Linked DNA regions of Mus musculus: all the other regions are linked to region 1. A link is a contact called in public HiChIP or PLAC-seq and promoter capture Hi-C data. All regions are on one chromosome and are shown on one strand. The core of a region is the stretch at or near the end of the contact, and the rest is flanking DNA. Distances in the headings are between cores, read along the strand shown. Region 1 holds the start of Rbm43 (RNA binding motif protein 43). Region 2 has its middle 47 kb from the start of Gm13491. Region 3 has its middle 22 kb from the start of Gm13491.

Evidence for each region. Promoter capture Hi-C pulls out the DNA fragments that hold promoters and counts their contacts. HiChIP or PLAC-seq counts read pairs in DNA pulled down with a chosen protein or histone mark.
Region 2: a contact with region 1 is called in an H3K27ac HiChIP or PLAC-seq map of embryonic stem cells, with 2.4 times the contacts expected there. The contact joins the enhancer-like site here to the promoter of Rbm43 in region 1. A contact is called at or near these places in 5 of 39 promoter capture datasets (cranial neural crest, embryonic stem cells, hippocampal neurons and 1 more), 1 of 115 datasets of contacts at active chromatin or transcription factors (embryonic stem cells) and 1 of 9 other capture datasets (embryonic stem cells).
Region 3: a contact with region 1 is called in a promoter capture Hi-C map of hematopoietic stem and progenitor cells, with 2.1 times the contacts expected there. The contact joins the enhancer-like site here to the promoter of Rbm43 in region 1. A contact is called at or near these places in 7 of 39 promoter capture datasets (embryonic stem cells, hematopoietic stem and progenitor cells, hippocampal neurons and 3 more), 1 of 484 Hi-C or Micro-C datasets (uterus) and 1 of 115 datasets of contacts at active chromatin or transcription factors (large pre-B cells).

What each region holds. Positions count from the first base shown.
Region 1 is chr2:51,933,865-51,936,445 of GRCm38.p6, reverse strand. It overlaps Rbm43 (RNA binding motif protein 43), which reads left to right and starts at 1,283. Exons shown (of 5, transcript NM_001141981.2): 1 at 1,283-1,614.
Region 2 is chr2:51,562,111-51,564,691 of GRCm38.p6, reverse strand. No RefSeq gene overlaps it. Among named protein-coding and RNA genes, the nearest start is that of Gm13491, 47 kb to the left of the region's middle. Within about 2 kb of position 1,296, at least 11 of the 459 cell types and tissues checked have an H3K27ac peak or open chromatin away from gene starts, as enhancers often do.
Region 3 is chr2:51,587,226-51,589,806 of GRCm38.p6, reverse strand. No RefSeq gene overlaps it. Among named protein-coding and RNA genes, the nearest start is that of Gm13491, 22 kb to the left of the region's middle. Within about 2 kb of position 1,271, at least 19 of the 459 cell types and tissues checked have an H3K27ac peak or open chromatin away from gene starts, as enhancers often do. A contact at or near this core is called in hematopoietic stem and progenitor cells, where this site is marked.

The DNA of each region.
Region 1 (2,581 bases), core at 34-2,533:
GTAAAGGTCACGGCTACCAATCCTACTGAAAAGAAGAAGAGCATCAGAACAGCATACTAATTTTATTAATAGCTTATCACCATTGAATGTGACACAGAGGTCATCCGAGAGAAACAGCCAGAGGCCCGAAAAATACAGTTTTTATGCTCAAGGTAGATAAAGATTGGACAGCTTTGGGAACTGTGACTGGACAGAAGTTCGCTTTCTTGTTCTGGTTTGCTCTCTATTGCTGGATAAACTCCATGACCCAAAGCACCCTGGGAAGGTCAAGGTCTATTTTGGTTTATAGGTTACAGCAGCGCAAGCCAGGAACCTGAAGCAGGAGCCTGGCGGAACTGCTGCTGACCACTTCCTGTCTGCTCACTTTCACCTGCCTAAGGATGGTACCGCCCACAGGAGGCTCACCTCTTCTGCATAAATTAGCAATCAAGAAAATGCCACACTCCAATAGCGGCAGTACACCCCTTTAATTCTAGCCAAGGCAGGCAGATATCCCTGTGTTCGAGGCTAACCTGGTATACAGAGCAAGTTCCAGGACAGCCAGAGTTACACAGAGAAATCCTATCTCGAAAAACCAAAAAATGAAAAAAGGACAGAAAATGCCACAGACATGCCTACAGTACAGAGGTAGTTTCTCAGTTGAAGGTCCTCTTCCCAAATTAATCAAGTTGACAGTCAAGATTAGCCATCCCAGCCTGTCTGGATTCATCTTTGCTCTGTGCAGCATTCCTTAATGCGGGAATGGGACTTCCCTCAGAGAGAGGGGAGTATGTTTCATAGCTTGTTTGGGACGAGAGGTGTCTATTTTATATGACCCAACGTTGGGGAAGAAGAATCCTGTTTTCTGTGACTGGCTTAGGGTCAACAAAAATGCAGGAGAGAGTCAGGAAGGGGTCAGAGGGACTTGGCTTCAGGAATAGGGCAAGCTAAAGTGCTTATGTGGGGAGCTGTATTCTGAGTCCCTGAGAGATGTCCAAATCTTTAGAAATGTTTGCATCTAAACTGGTTTGTGGGATCTGCTAATTTGAGCACACCGGTTGAAAATTGGTATCTCCCAATTTCAGTTTCTATTTCTTTACAAGGGAGTTCGTGCTCTGCTTTTGCCTTTATATTTCTTTGATTTTACTGGGCTAGATTTCTTGTGTCCCAGGCTCCAGGGCCATTCGGCCAAGTGATTGAGTTTTGTGGGCAGCAGGGTACCTTCTTCATGTGCTCTGCGTTCCACCGGTGATGAGCCTGGGCGGACCCTGCTGGCGGGAAGGAAGTGTCGGGGATCGGGTTTGAGAATGCGCTGGAGAGACGGGGCAAAGCCTAGGAATGAGTTTGGAGAGAAGCCCAGATGCCCCTGGGGCATCTTGCACAGGTACCTCAAAGGCGCCAAGGGACCGACCCAGCCGGGCTCCGCCCTTCCAAACTGAGTCTCCAAGGAAACGGAACTGGAAAGCGAAAGCGGAACCCGTTCACCTCCAGTTTAGCGCTCCCGCTGCTCGAACATCTCCGAGGCCTGGCAAGTCGCTTTTCCCCGGGTTGCAGTGCAGGAAGGCGCGCCGAGGGTCCCGGAGCACGTGTCCTGCGCGGTCGCGCGCCCCGAAGTGGCCGTCACGGGCGCAGCAGGTCTGGCTCCCACGCGTGGGGATACGGCCTCTTTTCTCACCCGCCCCTGCTCAATAGGCAGGGACTCACGGGTTTTGTCCGGAAGGTGGTTTGGGCGGGACTGCGGTTAGGAGTGGGGGCGAGGACAGTGACCCAGAAATGGAGGCTAACTACTGGAAGGAGCCAGTAAGAAGTGTCTGAGCTGAAGGCACTGGCTTGCTGTCCCTCTCTCCGTCAGAGCTAGGCCTTTGACCAGGGACCCGGGGTTTTGCCTAGATGACTGTGTTTTGGAGCTGTTACAGTGAGTGCGTGAGTTTCTATATATATTTTACCTGATTTTGTGTGTGTGTGTGTGTGTGTGTGTGTGTGTGTGTGTGTGTGTGTGTGTGTGTGTGTGTGTTTTACTTGGTGAGAGTCAAGGTATAGTGCATGAAAATAAACTATTGAGAAAACAAATAGAAAACAAAACAGCAAATGAAATATTTCTTCTTAGTGCCACACTTAAGAAGAAAGTGTTACTTTACACCACTGTCAGTCTGTCTGTCTGTCTCCCTCTCTCTCCCTCTTTTTCTCCTTCCTTCCTTCCTTTCTGACATCAAGGCCAGAGCTTCTTAAAGCAGAGCATGGAAACTGTAAAATGGCACCACACCTCTGCTGAAATTCCCGTATTTCATAGTCTTTGAGTGGATTGTTTTTCTTCTTCACTGTGCACAGAGGAAGACAGGTCATTCTCTGCTTATAACGGGTCTCAGGAGAAGGCATGTAGCCACATGTCCTCAGACTTAAGTGAGTTAGTGAAGAAAGGATGTGCAGGACGTTGACGAGACCACGGAATGAAGTGAGGTCTTGCAGAACAAGGTGATTCTAAAGATAACGTGTGCGTAGACACTTGAATTAAGAAACGCATTAGTGCTGATGAGGTGTGGAGCTCTCCTGAGCTTAAATGGATATTTGTCTTTGATATTGATGAATGGCTGGAAGGTCTGTA
Region 2 (2,581 bases), core at 47-2,546, 370 kb after region 1:
TCACTTATATGGTTGTCTCCCGTAGCATTGATTTCCTACAAATGACATAACTTTATTCTTGTTTTTTCCCCTAACATTCCTGTTTCACCACTGTTGAAAATCAAGTGGAGAACTAGGAGAAGGTGAGATATCTCTGAACTCCCAAGTCCTGCCTCGCCATTGAGCCTTGTTCTCTGCCTTCCTTCTAGAGATGTAGGACTGTGACATCATTGTTTGGTGCCTCCCTTTGAGCTCTGAAGGCCATGAATGGGAGCATGCATAGTTTTGTTAACACACCATCCTGATACCTGGTACATTCATGGAACAATTTATTTTCAACAGAGTATTTTCCTTACACTCTAGTTTACAGTACTTCTTATCATTCCTTTTGGTCAACCATGCCTAACTTATCTGTTTATCTGGCAAATATCTAATAATAGGTATTAGTAAGATCGATTCAGGCTGGTATGATTTTTATCAGACAATAAACACACATATTTCTTTTAGAAACAGATGTGTTAGAAGGATGTAAGCCCATGCCTCCCCTTTCTGTCTATGTCCCCTTTCTGTCTCTGTCACCGCCGTAACATTACTTGGCTCAGCTGTTTCAGATGAAGTCAGGGTTCAGTGGCCGCTTCCTTGGCATGTGATACAGCATTCCTGCCAGCTGCCACACTTAAGAAGACTGTACACTTAAAGCTGCAATTGCTCTCTCAGAACTTTAACTCAGCTGTCAATAAGGAGCCCTGTGATTTTATTTTGCTCTACACCTTGCAAATTATGGAGCTGGTCTTGCTTGGATTATCCACTTTCAAACGAGCAAAAGAAAATACTTGCAGAAACAAGACTGGAAGACAGCAGTTTCCTTAAGCAAAGCCTTGGATGCCTTGCTCAGCTGCACACACAAGATGAACAATTAGTGATCACTGTGCAGGCAATCAAGTGGCAAAACAGGGTCCCAACTTCTAGGTCATGTCTTTGATTTGGGTTTAATCATAAGGTTTTAAAATGAATTCCCTGAATAAGGTGTAGACTTGTAATATCATTGGAGAAATGCTTTTCAAAATCAAATTCATTCCTTCAGTCATGGCTCATTGTTTTTGTCTCCCTCCCCCAAGTTCAGATAGTTTCTGGTTAGTGGAAAATGATTGTGCAGAAGCTGATGGCTGGAGATACAGCTCTCTGCAACTCCAGTGTAATGCTGTCTCTTTTCCTCCCAAATATCATTTCCAGCTGTTTCCTGTGTAGTTGCTGTAGCAACATAATGGCTGCCAATTGTTTTTAAATGTTCTTCAAAATGTAAATAGCAGTCTTCTTTGTTACCAGTGTAGTTCAAGAAACATGCCCTACATCATGTGCAATGCCCTGGACTTTTGCCTGCAGATGTCTCTTCTTCTTGCAAGCGGCTGATTTCCATAATTGTGAGATGCACCTCCTCCAACCACATTTCAGGGATCTCTGCCCCTGGTCAATTGCTCTTCCTTCATCCCTCAACACTGAATAATCACTGCAGCGTGTCCTAGCTGGTGTCGGGCTAGTCGTCGTCGGGTAAATAGTCACCACTGAATTTGGACTAATCTCTGTAGAAGGCAAAGTAGAGAGGTGGGAGAAATCTGAACAAATAAACTGATTTATTCATCTTCTTATTTTATTCCATTCAGTGTGTTCTTTCCCCCCTCAGATTAAGGCCCGTACTCTCATGGCTCCAAAGTTTTTTATCTGCATTTCATATGGCTTGGCCCTCTTGACCAATCTTATGTCTCCTGATGTCTACTTATGCATATCCTCAGTCTTGGCATTCCCAAAGATATTCTGCGATCTTTCTGGCCTAGAGAGTATGTCTACTAATTCCTTGAGTTAAAATTTTTATGGGGCTTGATGGTTGCCTTAGTTGAGAAAGTGCTTGTCTCACAAGCATGAGGACCTGAGTTCGGATCCTTCACATGACAAGCTGGGCGAGGTGGAATACCGTGATTCCATTCCAGGGAGTGGGAGGAGCACGCTCGGGAGGATCCTGTTTAGTTAGATCAATGAGTTCCGGCTTCTCTGAGATACTCTGTCTCGAAGAAGATGGAGAGCAACCAAGGCAGACAAGTGTCATTAATCCCAAGCGTTATACACCATTTCCTTCAAGCTGGTGACTGCTGTGTGTTCTATAAGATGCAGGTGAAATGCTGTCATTTCAAGGAGGGCTGCTCTAGCACTTGTCCTGTGTAATCACACTTCTCTATGGTTCCAGAAGAGTAAAACTATATGTAACTCTGTTGTGGCACTCATTATTTATGTGATTCTGTCATTAGGTTTGGTCAGTTTGAGGAAAGTCTTCTATGTTTTTGATACTTGCAACTCAAAGTCTGATAGCCAGAAGAGTGATTGATTAAATAAACACATCAACAGAATGAGCACAAGAGATATTTTATTATTGACAACAATCTACAAGGTGTTGTAAGAACCTTCATACTGCCTTGACAGACCATCTTAGTTTTGCAGTTAACCATGTTTAAGGCTTCTAAGGGGGACTCAAAGTCTATCTGAATAAACTAAGTTTATACACACACACACACACACACAAGTGCGTGCTCACATCGCACGCACATGCAGT
Region 3 (2,581 bases), core at 22-2,521, 350 kb after region 1:
CGGAGCAGCTTCATGCATGGGCTACTGTGGTTGTGAGATCAAAGGCTGTGGATGGCAGCAGCCCACTGCTGAGTGTCTGCCCACCCTGCCTCATGTCAGTGCCCTGGGGTTCTGCTCTGGCCATTGCTGAGAGTCCTACAAAGGGACACTGAGGAAGAAGCTTGATAATTTCAACAAGACCCAAAGAAGCTACTAGCTTTAAGCAAGAATATCATGCCTTTCTTAGTCTCTTGTGGCAAGTCACCGGGTCTGTGATTCTCTTCAAAATACTGTAAAGAACACCAGGAGAGAACAGCGCAATGCTGTGAGCCTGCACATTAAAAAGTGCTAACATTTGTTTCCATGTTTTCAATTTTCTTATTGATATATAATGGGAGGACAGCTGCATTGATTATGTCATGGTTTATGTGACACTGAATTAGTCTGTTCCTTCTTTATTTTTTTTCAAAATTACACATGCACACACACACATGTGCATGTGAGTGTGTGTATATGTGCATGGATCTTTGTGGCACGTGTGGAATTCAGCATACAGTTTTTTGGGAATCAGTTCTCTCCTTCCACCATGTGGAACTTGCAGACTGATTTCAGGTCATAGGGCGTGGTGGTGGCAAACACCTTTACCTGCTGAGTTTTTCTGCAGTACTTCCTTGATGAGTAGCCAACATATTTGGCCACTCATGTTTGTGTTGTCTGCCGCCTAGTGGAGGGCCACATTTACAGGAGGCCTTCGGAAGCTTGGGACCCATGGATGGTGTGCTGTTAGATAACTGAGGTAGTCTGGAGGTCAGGCCAGTGGTGAGTATTGAGAACGGTATGTTCCTTGTATTGGGCAGCTTATTGGCGGTCTTGCAGGAGAAGTATGTATTCCTCTTTATTTCAGTTATGCTGTGAACACAGCTGCATGTGAATGTGTCTGGGGATCCTGGCTTCACCTCACCTTATAATATTACCTCATGGTGCTACAGTAGAGCCCAGGCAACCATTTTGAAGCCTATACAAACCCATGAACTGTCAGGCACACCCTCTCATTCTTTTAGGTCCTAGTGAGCATTAAGGCTCAGTTGTACTCAGAGAGGATCAGCCATCCTCTTGGTGGTTTTCCTACCTTCCTGTTTCGTTCTTATTTTCTGGGATTATCAAATCCCGGGGTGCTTGTATCTCACTAGGTGTTTGGGAGAAACCTCGGCTTTCAAACTCAGTTCCAACAGTTGGTGGAGGCAGTGCCTAAGAACCTGGCAAGAGTATGAGGAAGTAGGGTGGACCTTCTTCTCAGACCACAAGGAAAGGCTCTGCTTCAGAAGGCAACAAGGCAGCCCCAGTGGTCCTGATGTGAAGTCTCAGGGAACAAAGGGAAGTGGGTTTCTGTAGTTTTCCCTGGGGTCTCATCGTCCTCAGGACAAAAGAACTACAAACCCCATGGTTCTGCAGTTTCTCAGTGTCATTCTTACCTTATTTGTGCCCAAAGCACAGTCCAGGAAATGTTTGTGTAACTTCACCTTGAGTAGCACATAAGCTTGCTTTCAAAGAGGAAACTTCAAACAAGAGAACCCTTTGTTCTCTCCATTTCTTAGTGCACAGGTGTGAATCCTCCCTTCCTAGTGTGTGTTCAGGAGGAGGAAGTTTTAGGATATTAGCAGTTAATATCAGGCCCTCAGAGGTTTTCTGATGCAGTTGTAAAAACTTTTTGCAAGTATGTGACCTGGCTGTGATACATACTTCCTAATGGTTAAGTGGGTTCCAAGTCTCATGTCCTTGTCCCCAGGCTACACTGAGGGTGGTGGCAGGTGATGGGGATCCACAAAGCAGCATCCTGACTGCCTACCTTTGTCCCTTTGGAGGACTCCTAGGATTACAAAGGTCATCAAAGATAATCTGTCTTTTAAATTCTGATTACAAACTCTTAACTTTATCTATGACTTCCTTCTCTTTTGAGCTATAACTTATTCCAGGGTTCTGGGGCTGTGGATTTGAACACTTTGAGGGGTGTTCAACATTTTGCTGTTGCAAGTCTTTTTGAAAACTCTAACTTAAGAATTGAAAATTTCCCCTACCTAGATAGAAATCTTCAGGCTAGAAGGGGTAGATTAATTCTCCCTCTTATTTTGCTCCTATTGCTTTTTGTATATCCTTTTACTGAACAAACACAGGCTCTTGATAAAGATGCCTTTCTTTCCCCCTCTAGATCCACTCACAGGTTAAGAAAAGAGAGTTTCCAGGTTCCTTTCATGTTCCAAGTCCACAGGCAATGATGGTAGTGTTGTTGTCAGTGCCCACAAACACTTCTGCCATCTCCAGAGTCTCATGACCAGCCTAGTGTCAAACCTGTGATTCTCTTGCCTTGGCCTCCCTGGGGCTGGAATCACAGGTGTGTCATCACTTCCAGCCAAGAACTAAATCTTGAGCTGGGTGATAATGGGCATTTGGGGAAAGTTCCCCAGTCCAAGACCTAAAGCTTCTTTGTGTGAAGAACTCTGCTTTTCTAACCTTTCTGCCATTAACCGCAGAGTGTAGTGCCTCCCTAAGTGGATTAGACAGAGGGTTTGACAGTAGCTGATGGGAGAATGACAGAATCCACATT